Regions from separate parts of the Macaca mulatta genome. Here region 2 is linked to region 1. The links are chromatin contacts, called in public Hi-C maps. All regions are on one chromosome and are shown on one strand. Each heading gives the region's core, a stretch centred on a gene start, on an enhancer-like site or on the middle of the called end of the contact. The rest is flanking DNA. Distances are from core to core; before and after follow the strand shown.

Evidence for each region. A called contact is a pair of places that touch in the nucleus more often than the background predicts.
Region 2: a contact with region 1 is called in a Hi-C map of fetal cortical plate, with 4 times the contacts expected there. The contact joins two enhancer-like sites. A contact is called at or near these places in 2 of 14 Hi-C or Micro-C datasets (fetal cortex germinal zone and fetal cortical plate).

The regions. Positions count from the first base shown.
Region 1 is chr15:98,433,459-98,440,641 of T2T-MMU8v2.0, forward strand. No RefSeq gene overlaps it. Among named protein-coding and RNA genes, the nearest start is that of DMRT3, 30 kb to the right of the region's middle. Within about 2 kb of position 3,908, at least 3 of the 40 cell types and tissues checked have an H3K27ac peak or open chromatin away from gene starts, as enhancers often do. A contact at or near this core is called in fetal cortex germinal zone and fetal cortical plate, where this site is marked.
Region 2 is chr15:99,070,380-99,077,562 of T2T-MMU8v2.0, forward strand. It overlaps DOCK8 (dedicator of cytokinesis 8), which reads right to left. Exons shown (of 47, transcript XM_077966188.1): 21 at 5,764-5,933; 22 at 2,007-2,102. Among named protein-coding and RNA genes, the nearest start is that of KANK1, 130 kb to the left of the region's middle. Within about 2 kb of position 2,427, at least 10 of the 40 cell types and tissues checked have an H3K27ac peak or open chromatin away from gene starts, as enhancers often do. A contact at or near this core is called in fetal cortex germinal zone and fetal cortical plate, where this site is marked.

The DNA of each region.
Region 1 (7,183 bases), core at 2,658-5,157:
AGGTCAGAAGCCTTTCTTTTTTACCATTTTAAAACATTTATTTTTTACTGATACACAAATATTTGTACATATTTATGAGGTACGTGTATCTTTTGTTACATGCATAGACTGCGTAATGATCAAGTCGGGTTTTTTATCATATCTGTCACTGCAAGTATCATTTATATGTATTTCAAACACTTCAAGCCCTCTCTTCTAGCTTTTTTTGAAATATACAATACCTTGTTGTCAACTCTGGTTATCCTACTCTGCTGTCAAACATTAGAACTTATTTCTTCTAATTGTGTGTTTGTATCCATTAACCAAGCCTCTTTACCCCCATCTCCCACTACACACCCTTCCCAGCTTCTAGTGTCTGTCATTCTACTCTCTATCTCCATGAGATCAGTGTTTCTAGCTCCCACATATGAGTGGGAACATTTGACATTTGTCTTTCTGTGCTTGGTTTATTTCACTTAACATGATGACCTTCGGTTCCACCCATGTTGCTGCCAATAACATGATTTCACTCTTTTTTTTTATGGCCAAATAGTATTACATTGTGTATATGTACCATATTTTCCTTATGTATTCATCCATTGATGGGTATTTAGGTTGAGTCCATGTTTGCTATTATGAACAATGCTGCAATAAACAAGAGGGTATACATATCCCTTTAATGCACTGATTTCCTAAGCTTTGGATGAATACCCAGTAGTGGAATTGGTGAATCATATGTTAGTTCTATTTTTAGTTTCTTGAGAAATCTCCATACTGTTTTACATAATGGCTGCACTAATAATTTACATTCCCACCAAAGTATGTAAGAGTTCCCTTTCCTCCGCATCAAGCCAGAAAGCTTTGACATTCAGAACAACCTAGCAATGTCTAAGGGGCATCCAGCTGTTGGTGGCTGACCAGGTCACTCTTGTTTGCATGACAGAAGGATACCGGGAGGAGTCTTTCTACCCACTGGATTAGTGAAAATAAAATCTTTTTCTACCAACTGGTAGAATCCTCTTTTGAAGTAAAAAATCTTTTCCATTTTTTATTTTCACCTTTTCAAAGTTATTATATATTGAAGGCTTATATGAAAGGAAATGTGTTAAAGGCCTCAAGTCCACTTAATCTTCACAGTAGCCCTGTGGCCTTGTTATTACCTCATTTTACAGGTGGGGAAACTGAGGGCTGAAGAGATTAAAGCCACTTACCCAGAAGATGAAACCAGGACTTGAACCCAGTTAGATGTGTCTCCAAAGCCTGTGAACGGAACCACTGTGCTATACCACCACCCAGTCGGTATTTATTCAGAAATGCGCATGTCTACACGGCGGCCTTTCTCAGTCCAGTCTTCTGTGACTTGCAGCAAAAACATCTTACAGAGACACGGTGTGGCAGGGGAAGAATGGGTATTTCAGGTGCCCATAAGCGGGGACCTAACCCATTCCTTAGCAGTTAAAAGTTCCCAGGACATCTTTATTTCTCTTCTTCCTTCTTCCTAGTATCTCTTCTTAGCATGAAATGCTATCAGCTGCTTCTACTAGCTGAAAAAACAACAGCTGCCTCCACAACCATCTAGGAAGGGCCCTGCACCTGGTGATTCAACTCCCTCCTTTTGCAACTTCCTTTCCAGGCCTGTCTCTCCCGCATCACCTCGCAAACACATTTGTTTTTCCTCAGTAAATTAATCTGTGAAATGGAAAGCAAGCCAGTTGCATTAATTCTTAGCAAAGTGTACACAACTGAGAGTCATTGCAACATATTATCCAAATATCATCCAAATAAGCAGTGTTTGGCTTTGGAGCAAAAGGAATGTGATTTCAGTGATGATATTTCAGCCTATATATTTTTTATAGCTCAATGCTTTTGCTGATTCGGGGAGACAGACCCTGAGGAAAAGACTACAGTCAGGGAGAAAGGGTAAGGCCTGCAACTAAAAAGGATCCATTAGTAATTATGAAATTTCACACACATCTGGTGCTAAACATTCTATGATAATAAGTAAAGCTAAAAAGAAGGCTATTTCTTTCCTAGGCTAATTCCATGGTCTGAACATAATACGCTCTTTTTTTTTCCTCAACTGGAGAAGGATAGACTACTTACAAAAACAAGAAAGCTGAGGAAGTCATTGGCCACTTTAACAATGAGATAAACTATTCCAAGGTGACAAAATAACTCTAGTTTTCTTTATATAAAGAAAAAACTCCAGCTAATAAATGTGGAAGGAATGGTAGAATTAGAAAATTCCCACCGGGTGCAGGGGCTCACGCCTGTAATCCCAGCACTTTGGGAGGCCAAGGTGGGCGGATCACCTGAGGTCAGGAGTTCGAGACCAGCCTGGTCAACATGGCAAAACTCCGTCTCTACTAAAAATACACAAATGAGCTGGGCGTGGTGACGCACATCTATAATCCCGCTCGGGAGGCTGAGGCAGGAGAATCACTTGAACCAGGAGAGGGGAGGTTGCAGTGAGCCAAGATCATGCCACTGCACTCCAGCCTGGGTGACAGAGGGAGACTTCCTCTCAAAAAAAAATGTTTTTTAAAAAAAGGAAAATCCCCATCTTTCAATCCCTAATTGAAATAACTGCTTCCAGCAACATAGTGAGCAAATGAAAAGTTGCAGAGAAAAGATGGAAGGTGGAGTTTGAAATGGAGGGGTCTGGCTGACATTACTGACCCCCACTGATCTTGCCTGATGGACTAAAGACCCTCTGTGTCCCTTCGGAAGTGACGCAGTAGGCAGTGGACCAGCATCTCCTGGGAAGTGCACCTCCCTCAAACATTTGCACCCATATCAAAGAAGCCTCTAGATCTGCTTCCACTCTACAGGAAGCATGGGGGATACGGGAAGAAATTAAGTGACTCCACGAGGAAGCGAACACACAGTTTCAGAATGGAGAGCATTCTGCTGAGCAATGGACTCCGTTTCCTCACAAAGCAGGAGTCCACTGTGCAAATGAAGAGACGTAAGAAACATAGAACCAAATACAGCATGTGGACCCCCATCAGACAAACCCACAGTAAAGGGGGAGCGAGGCTGGAGACAACTCGGAGATTTTTATGAACTCGGTCTTATGATACCAACGAATTACTTTTAATTTTGTCAGATCTGATCATGGCATTGTAATTATATATGAATATGTCCATTTTTAGAGATGTTTACTGAAGTACATAAGGGTGAAATGACATTATTTGCTTTAAAGACTACCTACCTCAACCAAAAGGAAGAAACAGGAAATGGGATGGACGGATCACGTGTTGTGTAGTCTTTATAACTGCTTAATGTTGGTGATGTGTAGATTAGGGTTCATTTCACTATTCTCTATATATGTGGGCCTTTTATTTTTTAAAAATAAAATTTTGTTTTGTTTGTTTTTTGAATCAGGGTCTCACTGTGTCACCCAGGCCAGAGTGCAGTGGTGTAGTCACGGCTCACTGCAGTCTCAACCTCCCTGGGCTCAGGTGATCCTCCCACCTCAGACTCCCAAGTAGCTGAGACTACAGGTGCTCACCACCACACCCGGCGAATTTTTTGTGTCTACTGTTTAGCAGAGGCAGGCTTTCTCCATGTTGCCCAGACTAGTCTTGAACTCCTGGGCGCAAGCGATCCATCTGCCTCAACCTTCCTAAGTGCTAGGATTACAGGCATGAGCCACTGCACCTGGCCAAACATTTTTTAAAAATCAAAAAGATATGCTCACTTCAGTGACATCAGGTAGGATGAAAGACAATTCAGTAAGTTGATGATATTTTCAGCTTTGATGGAACACATCCACAGCCCCTGGCAGAGTTCATCATCAGCGTCAGGTCCCTGAAATCATCCGTGTCAGGTCCCAAACGTCCCCCTTGTCAAACTGCATTGCATTCCATTTACCCATCTCAGAAAGATAGATGGCGCCATCAGCCTGGTTAGGACTGGTTTCAGCGACCAAGCATTTCTAATGAGAACACGCTGCAGAAACCAAACACTGCCTCGTGTGAGGCATTTAGCTACAAACCCTGGTGGTTAAGCTGCGATGGGTTCTGCCAGCTTTGAGCTTGGGTCACAGACCTGTTCGAGGGCAAGTGTTCTTCCAGCACTCCAAGAAAGAGATGCTCGTTGATGCAGATGGCTCTGAAACATATGAAAAGCAGCTCACCTCCATTCATAAGACGAGAATGCAAATGAAAGCATACTGAGATTTTCAAGTTGTGGGAAATTACAATTGAAAACACACTCACTGGGGATGTGGGAAAACTGACATTCTCGTACTTTACTGGCGGGAGTATAAACTGGAGCAGGGCCTATGAGGGGACAAATCGGCAATGTCTAGTAAAATTACCGGCGCATGTACACTTTGCTGCAGAAACTCCTCTTCCCCGAATTTATGCATCTTACACTTGCTCCCACTTCAAATCACATTTGTCTAAAGTTATTTATTAGTGAATCGTTTAATAGTACATGACTTGAACACTTAACATATTTATCAGAAGGGGACTGCTAAATACACTATGGAACAGCCAAATACTACGTAATTTTTTAAATGAAGAAACTATCTTTATAATTATATGTAACTAAGGCCGGGCGCGGTGGCTCAAGCCTGTAATCCCAGCACTTTGGGAGGCCGAGACGGGCGGATCACGAGGTCAGGAGATCGAGACCATCCTGGCTGACACGGTGAAACCCCGTCTCTACTAAAAAAAAAAATACAAAAACTAGCCGGGCGAGGTGGCGGGCGCCTGTAGTCCCAGCTACTCGGGAGGCTGAGGCAGGAGAATGGCGTAAACCCGGGAGGCGGGGCTTGCAGTGAGCTGAGATCCGGCCAGTGCACTCCAGCCTGGGCGACAGAGCGAGACTCCGTCTCAAAAAAAAAAAAAAAAAATTATATGTAACTATCTCCAAAACACAGTAAGTGGACAGAAAAAAAAGGCAAGGTAAAACAGCTGTGTATATAGTTAATTTTTAAAGAAAATGAAAAAAGAATACTTATGCTTGCATGTGCAGAAAACATTTCTGGAAGGGCTGGGCACAGTGGCTTATGCCTGTAATCCCAACACTTTGGGAGGTTGAAGCAGGAGGATCACTTAAGTCCAGGAGTTTAAGACCAGCCTGGACAACACGGTAGGATGCTGTCTCTACAAAAAAATAAAATAAAATATATAACAAAAATTAGCTGGGCATGGCGGTGTGTGGCTACAGTCCCAGCAACTCATGATGCTGAGATTAGGAGGATCACTTGAGCCTGGGGAGGTCGAGGCTGCAGTGAGCTGTGATCATACCACTGCACTCTGGCCCGGGTGATAGAGCAATGCCCTGTTTCTAAAAAGAAAATTAAAAATAAAATATTTTTGGAAGGATGCCCAAGACACTAATAACATTGGTTGCACTCAGGTAGCTGGGAGGAGGGAGAATTTTCACTGTAAATCTTTTTATGTCTTTTTACTTTAGAGCTCTTAAATCCCTGACCTTTTCAAAAAATAAAAACAATTTCCTAACACAGAAAACAAAAAAAATTGTCAGTTGACTTTCAAACCAAGCTTGAAGGGAAAACATCGTATTTTAATTAGGTGCTAGTCTGGGACTGGGAGCTGGAAATTGTACCCACTGGAACGTGGGCCACTAAACGGCAAAAAGAACAAAACACAGTTAAAGCTCCCTGTAGGGGCAAAATATTTCACAGCCAGTTAAAGCCAACTTATAGTAGCTGGTCAACTTAATGCCAGTTTCATCTTACACTCAGGCTTCACTCTCCTGATGAGCTGGTCTCTGAAATCCTGAGGAGCAGACTCTGGAGGATGGGCATGTCAGAGCCCCTGCGTTTCAGCCCATGACGGGCTCTGGGATGTGACTCTGAGAGGAAAATCCAGCTGGGCACCAGCGTCTGCATAACCCTGAAGCAGTAGCTTAGCGATTCTGGGCCTTCCGCTGGCAAATGCACATATCAAGAATGCATCACTGAAACAGAGCACAGTGGACTCGAGTTGGTTATTCAAACATGTCCGTTCACGTGAGGACAGAGCCTGTTTTTAAAATCTATGAAACAATTCCTGTTAAAAAAAAAAATAGTACAGGAACAACAAAAAATGTACCTGCCTTTTAGGGCTATTGTGAAGATAAGTGAGTTGATACATGCACACAAAATAAAAGTCAGCTATGGCCAGTGCAGTGGCTCATGCCTGTAATCCCAGCACTTTGGGAGGCCGAGGTGGGCAGATCACCTGAGGTCAGGAGTTCGAGACCAGCCTGGCCAACATGGTGAAACCCCATCTCTACTAAAAGTACAAAAATTAGCCGGGTGTGGTGGTGGGTGCCCGTAATCCCAGCTACTTGGGAGGCTGAGGCAGGAGAGCTGCTTGAACCCGGAAGGCAGATGTTACAGTGAGGAGAGATCGAGCCATTGCACTCCAGCCTGGGTGACAAAAGTGAAACTCTGAGAGAGAGAGAGAGAGAGAGACGGAAAGAAAGAAAAAGAAAGAAAGAAGAAAGAGAAAAGAGAGAGAAAGGAAGGAAGGAAGGAAGGAAGGAAGGAAGGAAGGAAGGAAGGAAGGAAGGAAGGGAGGGAGGGAGGGAGGGAGGGAGGGAGGGAGGGAGGGAGGGAGGGAGGAAGGAAGGAAAGAAAGATGCAGCTATTATCATCAGGAAGGGAACGTGGGATTTGGAAATACTTAAAGCTCAACATATCTATAGCGTCTGTTCTGCTTGACAGCAGTCAGTCATCTTAAAGGTCACGCCAGCATATCTACAGACCACACGATGTGACCACTCTGAAGAATGACAGAAGGTAGGATTTTGGAGCTGAAAGGGCTCATGTCCCTGTGGTGTCGCCTCTTAGTGTTCACTGTGTGCTTTTCTCCACAGCTTCCCAGGCATGCAAAAAACTCTACCTCCTGGTCCCTTCCTCTAAGTGAAGCCACCAAACTGGATCCAGCCAATGAAATGTGAGCAGAGGCGAGGACCTGGAAAGCCTGCCAGCAAACCACGTGTGGAAATGGTCAAGCCACAGTAAAGAAGGAAACTAAAGCCAGAGTGGCTGTAATCCCAGCACTTTGGGAGGGCAGATTGCCCAAGGTCAGGAGTTCAAGACCAGCCTATCCAACATGGTGAAACCCTCCTCTACTAAAAATACAGAAAAGTAGCCAGGCGTGGTGGTGTGCACCTGTAATCCCAGCTACTCGGGAGGCTGAGGCAGGAGAATCATTTGAACCTGGGAAGTGGAGGTTGC
Region 2 (7,183 bases), core at 1,177-3,676, 640 kb after region 1:
TCACTTCATTTTGTGAGGTCAGTCAAACCTTAATAATTTTAATACACATTAACACATTTGTTTGCTGTTGTGAGTTTTAAGTGAAGCTGTCTCACTTGAGAGAGGCGTGGGGTTGAGTTTTAATCAAGCAGGTGGTCTAACTGTGCACATGATATAACTGGACTACACTTTGATCTTCTCATTGTAGGAAAGATATGCTCCCCCAGCTTCAAAGATTGCCTCTAGAAAATAGGTCAGTTTGTCTGCCAGGGTCTTATGGCAAGAAGAGATTAGATAGGATAAGCTGCTTCTTAAAGTAATTTATGCTGCTTTCTGGGCAGCATTATTACAAGAACACCTTGCTCTGGAGGTTATATAAAATAGCCAAGCAGCAAAACCCTGTCTGCTAAGCTATTAAGGAAACATATTGGCCACACTTCCCTTTGAAATAAAATATCTCTATCCTGGTCATTTCAGGTCAAAACATGGCAGTTACAAAACCAAACAGGACATGGGTTAAAGAAATCAGGCTGTAGGCAAATAATGGTTTTTAAGAAAGGAAAATGGTATAATACTTATAACCAGTCACGGCATAGGGCCTGTGATAGCCTAATTCTAAATTTTAGAGCAAGTAGACAAATCTGTTTTTAGCCTAACCATATCTTTTTTCCACTTTTCCTTTTCGAGTTAAATCCTGGTACCTCTCACTAGACATATGGTGCCTGGAATACCGCGAAGTGTATAGCACCAGGCCCCGGCCCTCCCACACTTGATCTTTCCCTCATCCAGTCCAAAGGGAGCCTTGGGGAGGCTCATTCCCTCCTTGCCTGTTTAATAAGCATTACCCTGTGATGTGAGCTCTTGCAAATGGCTTCCTGTGTTATCCTTTGTAATAAGCGTATGTACTGTTTTTTTTCTTTTTTTGAGATGGAGTCTCATTCTGTCGCCCAGGCTGGAGTGCAGTTTCACAATCTCAGCTCACTGCAGCCTCCGCCTCCCATGTTCAAGTTATTCTCCTGCCTCAGCCTCCTGAGCAGCTGAGATTACAGGTGCCTGCCACTATGCCCAGCTAGTTTTTGTATCTTTAGTAGAGAGGGGTTTCACCATGTTGGCCAGGCTTATCTTGAACTCCTGACCTCAGGTAATCCACCCACCTCGGCCTCCCAAAGCGCTGGGATTATAGGTGTGAGCAGCTGTGCCCCGCCATATTTACATTTTTAAATGTAATTTTACATTAAATGTAAATGTACTTTTATTACATTTGTAATGTAATAAATGTAATGTAATAATGTAATGTAATAAATACATTACATTAAAAACTTCAGTAGCTACTATAATGGTGAGACTCTTCGGTGCCTAGAAGACAGGAAACTTGGGGCAGACAGCTTTTTTCAACTCCATCCCTCAGACCACACAGGCTGTGACTATGATTGGGGATTTTATTGCTTTAAAAACCCTGGTAAGCAGTTTAACAGCTTTTAAAGTTTCTGAACTCATAGGTAAGGCTGATTGTGAAGAATTACAAGGAAGCATCTCATATTACTTTATATAGTATTGAAACAAATGATACCTAATTATTGCCATTCACTTTTGTCAAGGATGAACTGTCCCCAGCTTTCTCTCTACTAAAAGGAGGCTAATGCAGTGGTTCTCAGAGTGTGGTCCTGGACCAGCATCAGCTGGGAACTTGTTAGAAATGCAAAATCTTGAGCCTCCAGCTCAGATCTATTGAATCAGAAACTCAGGGGGTAGGGTCCAGCGATGAGTTTTAACAAGGCTTCCAGGTAATTCTGATGCATGAGAAAGTGAAAGAAACACTGAGTTAATGGGTAGTTAGGTGGTCAAATGTGGGGTAAAGGACAGGGCTGCAAAAGTGTGGTGTGTGTGTGTGTGCGTGTGTGTGTGTGTGCGCGCACAACAGGACCAGGCAGGGGAGCACTTTGACTATTTTCAAGCACAGTGTGAGGGCATGAGGAAGTCCTTCTGTTCTTATCCCGTGATGATCCTCACATTGCTCTGTTCGGTACCTTTTTGCTGGCTGGCCTTGGGGCTGTAGTTGAACTTGGAACATCACTATTGCCAGAGCAATAGTAAGACATTCGGCTGCAGTTACGATCGGCGATCTAAAACACATAAACCATGGCTTAACAGTCAACCAACCATGGAAAGGTAAGCCAGACACCTGGAAATCACAACCTCAGAATTCATTTTTATGCATTTATTTTTTCCTGGTTACAAAGGTAAAATAATTGCTGTAAGTAAATATAAAACAAAGCAAAGACGGTGAAGTTATACCTAATTCTACTTGCTCTTGAGATAATCCCTGTTAATAGTTTGTGTGTAGCAACCTACAGTTAAAAACTATTTAAGAATCTGGGGTGCTGAGTAGTCCCTTCCAACATTCTAGGAGTCTGTGACTTCAGGGGACGCCAGGAAAAAACGTGTGGGAACAGTGCCTCTCTGTGGTTTAATATGGTACTGCACCACACTGTCTCCGACATACCAATACATTGTCAAAAACTACTTCCGAAAGGAAGTGGAGGGGTCATGCGCTATTAAACATTTTCTCCCTGTGCTACAAAATAATTCAAAAACTGTTAACCCTGTCCACATAAAAATTTAATATTTTCATTTTTATCAAAGAAAAATAGAAAGATCTAGGCTGTCAATAATAGCTGCAGACCACTTTTTTCCTGGGTGATCAGAAAGTGGTATTGCTGAAAGGGGTCTTCCATATGAGGCTGAACCATGGTGCGCTGGCAAATGTTTAACAACCAGTTGTCAGTGGGGTAGGGCTAATTTGTAGCATTTGCCAATTTCTGTGGCACAAATACTTTCATCATAGCTGATTTAAATCTGCCAACATGATGTCATGGAAATGCAGTTAGGGAGACATGTGCGGTAGCAAATCGTTATATAATATTTCCATCACACAGACACAGTAGATATAAAGAATGAAGAACTTAGATATCATAGCATACAATGAAATTATTAGGAAGGGACTAGGGTTAGCTTTTCAAAGTGAACTTTTAATTCTGGAGTAGTTATTTATATAGTTATTATTAGATTTACAGAGAAGTTGCAAAGTTAGTATTTCTTATATGCCTTTCATTGCATTTCTCTTAATGTTAATATCTTTTATGATAAGGTACATTTGTCAAAACTAAGAAATTAACATTGATATGTTACTATTAACTAAACCATGAACAATTCAGATTTCACCAGTTTTTGTACTCATGTCCTATTTCTGTTCCGAGATGCAATCTAGCATACCACATTGCATTCAGATTACCTTTGTTTTTAATATAACCTATTTAATTTTAAGTTTATACAATTTAATTTTAACAATATCTGTTTCAAAACTGGCTCAAAAAATTCTGGAAAACTAAGCAATCAGCCTTTGGGAACAGGTATGAGCTCGCTCTAGCACATCCCTGCACTGATTTTTGTAAGTCAAAAAGGATAGAACATGAATAATTCCTGATGGCTCAAACTATAGATCATCAGCATCTCAGGGGGTAAATCCAGGGTTTTTTTTTTTTTAGACGGAGTCTCACTCTGTCACCCAGGCTGGAGTGCAGTGGCGCAATCTCGGCTCACTGCAAGCTCTGCCTCCTGGGTTCACACCATTCTCCTGCCTTAGCCTCCTGAGTAGTTGGGACTACAGACACCCGTCACCATACCTGGCTAGTATTTTGTATTTTTAGTAGTGACAGGGTTTCACCGTGTTAACCAGGATGGTCTCGATCTCCTGACCTCGTAATTGGCCCGCCTCCCAAAGTGCTGGGATTATAGGCGTGAGCCACTGTACCCGGCTGAATCTAGTGTTTTTAAAAGATCCAGGGTAGACGGTTCTTAAGTTCATCCAGGGGTCAGGACCTCTGCAGAGATGAGGACACGAGGCCTAGCACAGTTAAATGACTTTTTCCCATGGCCACACGGCGGGGCAGTATCGGCGCCCAGCCCCAAACCCTGGTCTCCAGATTTCCTTCCTCATGCCACACTGTGTCAAGTGGGTGGAATTTGTAAGGGTGAAACTGTGTCTGTGTCTAAACCTAGAGATTTTGATTTCTCTTAATCAGGGGAAATGATATTACTCTAAAAGCTCAGCCACCCTGAGGACACAGATCACTGGAGAAAAACTTCAGACTAAGAATTCATCGTGGTAGCTTTGTGAGTAGACTAAAGACCACTGGATCGTGTACTCCATCTTTATAAAAAGGGTGAATTTTATGGTATGTGAATAATATCAAAATCTTTAAAAAATTCCTAATGAGAGACAATCTACAAAATACCTGATCATTACTCCTCAAAACTGTCAAGGGCATGAAGAACAAAGAAAGTCTAAGAAATTGTTCCCAGCAAGAGGAGCCTATGGAGGCAAGACTACAAAATGTAATGTGGCATCCTGGATGGGATCCTGGGACAGAAAAAGGACACTGGAGAAAAACTGAGAAGTGGTGAATAAAGATGAACTTAATGAATGATAATATTGCATGAATATCAGTTCACAAATTGTGCCAAAAGTACCATTTTAATGTAAAATGTTAATAATGGGGAGACTGGGTAGAGCATATATAATTCTGTAACTCTAAAACTGTTCATGATAAAGTAAAACTTTATCATGAAAAAAATAAAGAATTCATGGAGGGAAAAACAATATAGGGCAAGTCATCAACCCTCTCAGGATGTCAGTTTTTATTTGCTTATAAAATTTGGCATTGCTCCTTGGGATTTTTTTTTTTTTTTTTGAGATGGAGTCTCACTCTTGTATCCCAAGCTGGAGTGCAGTGGTGCAACCTCGGCTCACTGCAACCTCCACCTCCTGTGTTCAAGCAATTCTCCTGCCTCAGCCTCCTTAGTAGCTGGGATTACAGGTGCCTACTACCACGCCTGACTAATGTTTTGTTTTTGTTTTTTTCCTTTTTTTTTGAGACTGAGTTTTGCTCTTGTTGCCCAGGCTGGAGTGCAATGGCGCAATCTCAGCTCATCACAACCTCCGCCTCCTGGATTCAAGAGATTCTCCTGCCTCAGCCTCCTGAGTAGCTGGGATTACAGGCATGTGCTACCATGCCTGGCTAATTTTGTATTTTTAGTAGAGATGGGGTTTCACCATGTTAGCCAGGCTGGTCTTGAACTCCTGACCTTGTGATCCACCCACCTTGGCCTCCCAAAGTGCTGGGATTACAGGCGTGAGTCACCGTGATTGGCCAATTTTTTTGTATTTTTAGTAGAGATGGGGTTTCACCATGTTGGCCAGGATGGTCTTGAATTCTTGACCTCAAGTAATCCGCCCACCTCGGCCTCCCAAAGTGCTGGGATTACAGGCGTGAGCCACCGCGCCCAGCCGCTCCTCGGGATTTTTTTTTGTGAGATAATCAATCTGTGGATGTTAATGAACGTAAGAGGTAGATATTAAAGCAACAAAACAAAATTAAAGGCAACCTTTCTAGGTATCAAAAGTTAAAGCTATTTTTTTTTCCTTGAAAATAAAATGCATGGTTCAGCCACATGACTGCACATGGCTAAACCCCTGATACTCTAAAACGTTGCTACCCGAGTTAAGCAGTTCTCAGCAAATCCTCAGATGCTGGTCTTGCTGCCGCATCTGTCAGAATGGTCTTAATCGGTTCTAAAGAACGTTAATCACTCCAAAGCTGAGCATGAAAGCGTCTGATCAGCACAGTGGGCAGCAGCACTGGTTGCTTTTGTGTTATTTCTCCAAGTTTTAGTTAAAAAATAAAAAAGCCTGTGTCCCCTTCCAGGGTTTGCCATCTTTCCTACCTTTGAAGACATGACGTTCTTCACTTCCTCGTCCGCTGCGGAGTGTGTCCCCGCGAGGTCTGGGTTACTGCTGCTCATCACCCGGGCCTGAAGCAGCTTTGAACTCACAGCAGCAGCTGATGTGCGTCCATAGGTGTGGTAGCGAGGGTCGGGGAGGGCAGTGGGAGCGCCTGCACCCCACCAGGCAGAGACATGTCAACACACAGGGGAACAGAATCACTCACGGAGTTTAAGAAGGAACTGAAGAGGGATAGGGTTGTTGAAAAGCCACTGGATTAGGCCTTGGAATTAGGGTCTTCTTAGCAAACCCTGGTTGGGGCAGGGAGGCAATCTTTTGGAGAGAAGTAGATGGGGCATACGGCACCAGGGAGTGGTGGAGATTGTGGTAAACAGCCGACACATGCTTCTTACAAAGGCAGGGGGTACTACTGGCTCCAGTCTATTACTGCTATCGGGAAATGGACCCCATGGTTGCTAGAGCTTCTGATTTCTCATGAGAAGCTAAAAATGTGGATATTTTTAATTTATCAATATTGAAATGATGACAACTTTACAATTCATGCAGTGAGGTTTTCTCAGATTCAAAAATCCATACAGTCATCTGAACCTTGTGAGGACTACTGTATATGATGCATATAGCTGTTTTTCATCCTTAAATGTTGACATGTTTTCACAAGTGGTTATGGGAGTCTGAGATACTACTATTTATTTATTTATTTTTTTGAGACAGGGTCTCACTTTGTCCTCCAGTTTGGAGTGCAGTGGCACAATCTCGGTTTACTGCAACCTCCGCCTCCCAGGTTCAAGTGATCCTTTTGCTTCAGCCTCCTGAGTAGCTGGGACTACAGGCACCTGCTACCACGCCTGGCTAAGTTTTGTAATTTTTGTAGAGATGGGCTTTTGCCATGTTGCCTAGGCTGGTCTTGAACTCCTGAGCTCAAGTGATCTGCTCACCTTGGCCTCCCAAAGTGCTGGGATTACAGGCGAGAGCCACCGCACCCAGCCACATCACTAGTATTTTTAAAAACTCAATCAAATTTTCAGATTTGCTAGAAATGAGGTTGCACAGACCAACAAAAGTGCCATGTTCATTTGGGCCTGCAATTTTGTGAACTCACTGATGCTAATGTTTATATCATGCTGACAAGAAGTTCTACTTGATTATTACCTATGTAAATAATTAAGAAGAATTGGGGAAATGCATTACTATTATTTCAATAGTTTAGTTTGAGGGAAACGTGAAAAGGGATTTTTTTTTAATAACAAAAAGTTTAAGAACCACTGTCATTGGATACATCTTATTTCCTTTATTATACTAGAATCCTAGGCATCAGTCACCACTTCTCCATCTTAAAAAAGAGATTCTCAGCTGAATCATAAATTAGCAAGTGGGTAAAGACCAGTGAGGGATTATCAAATG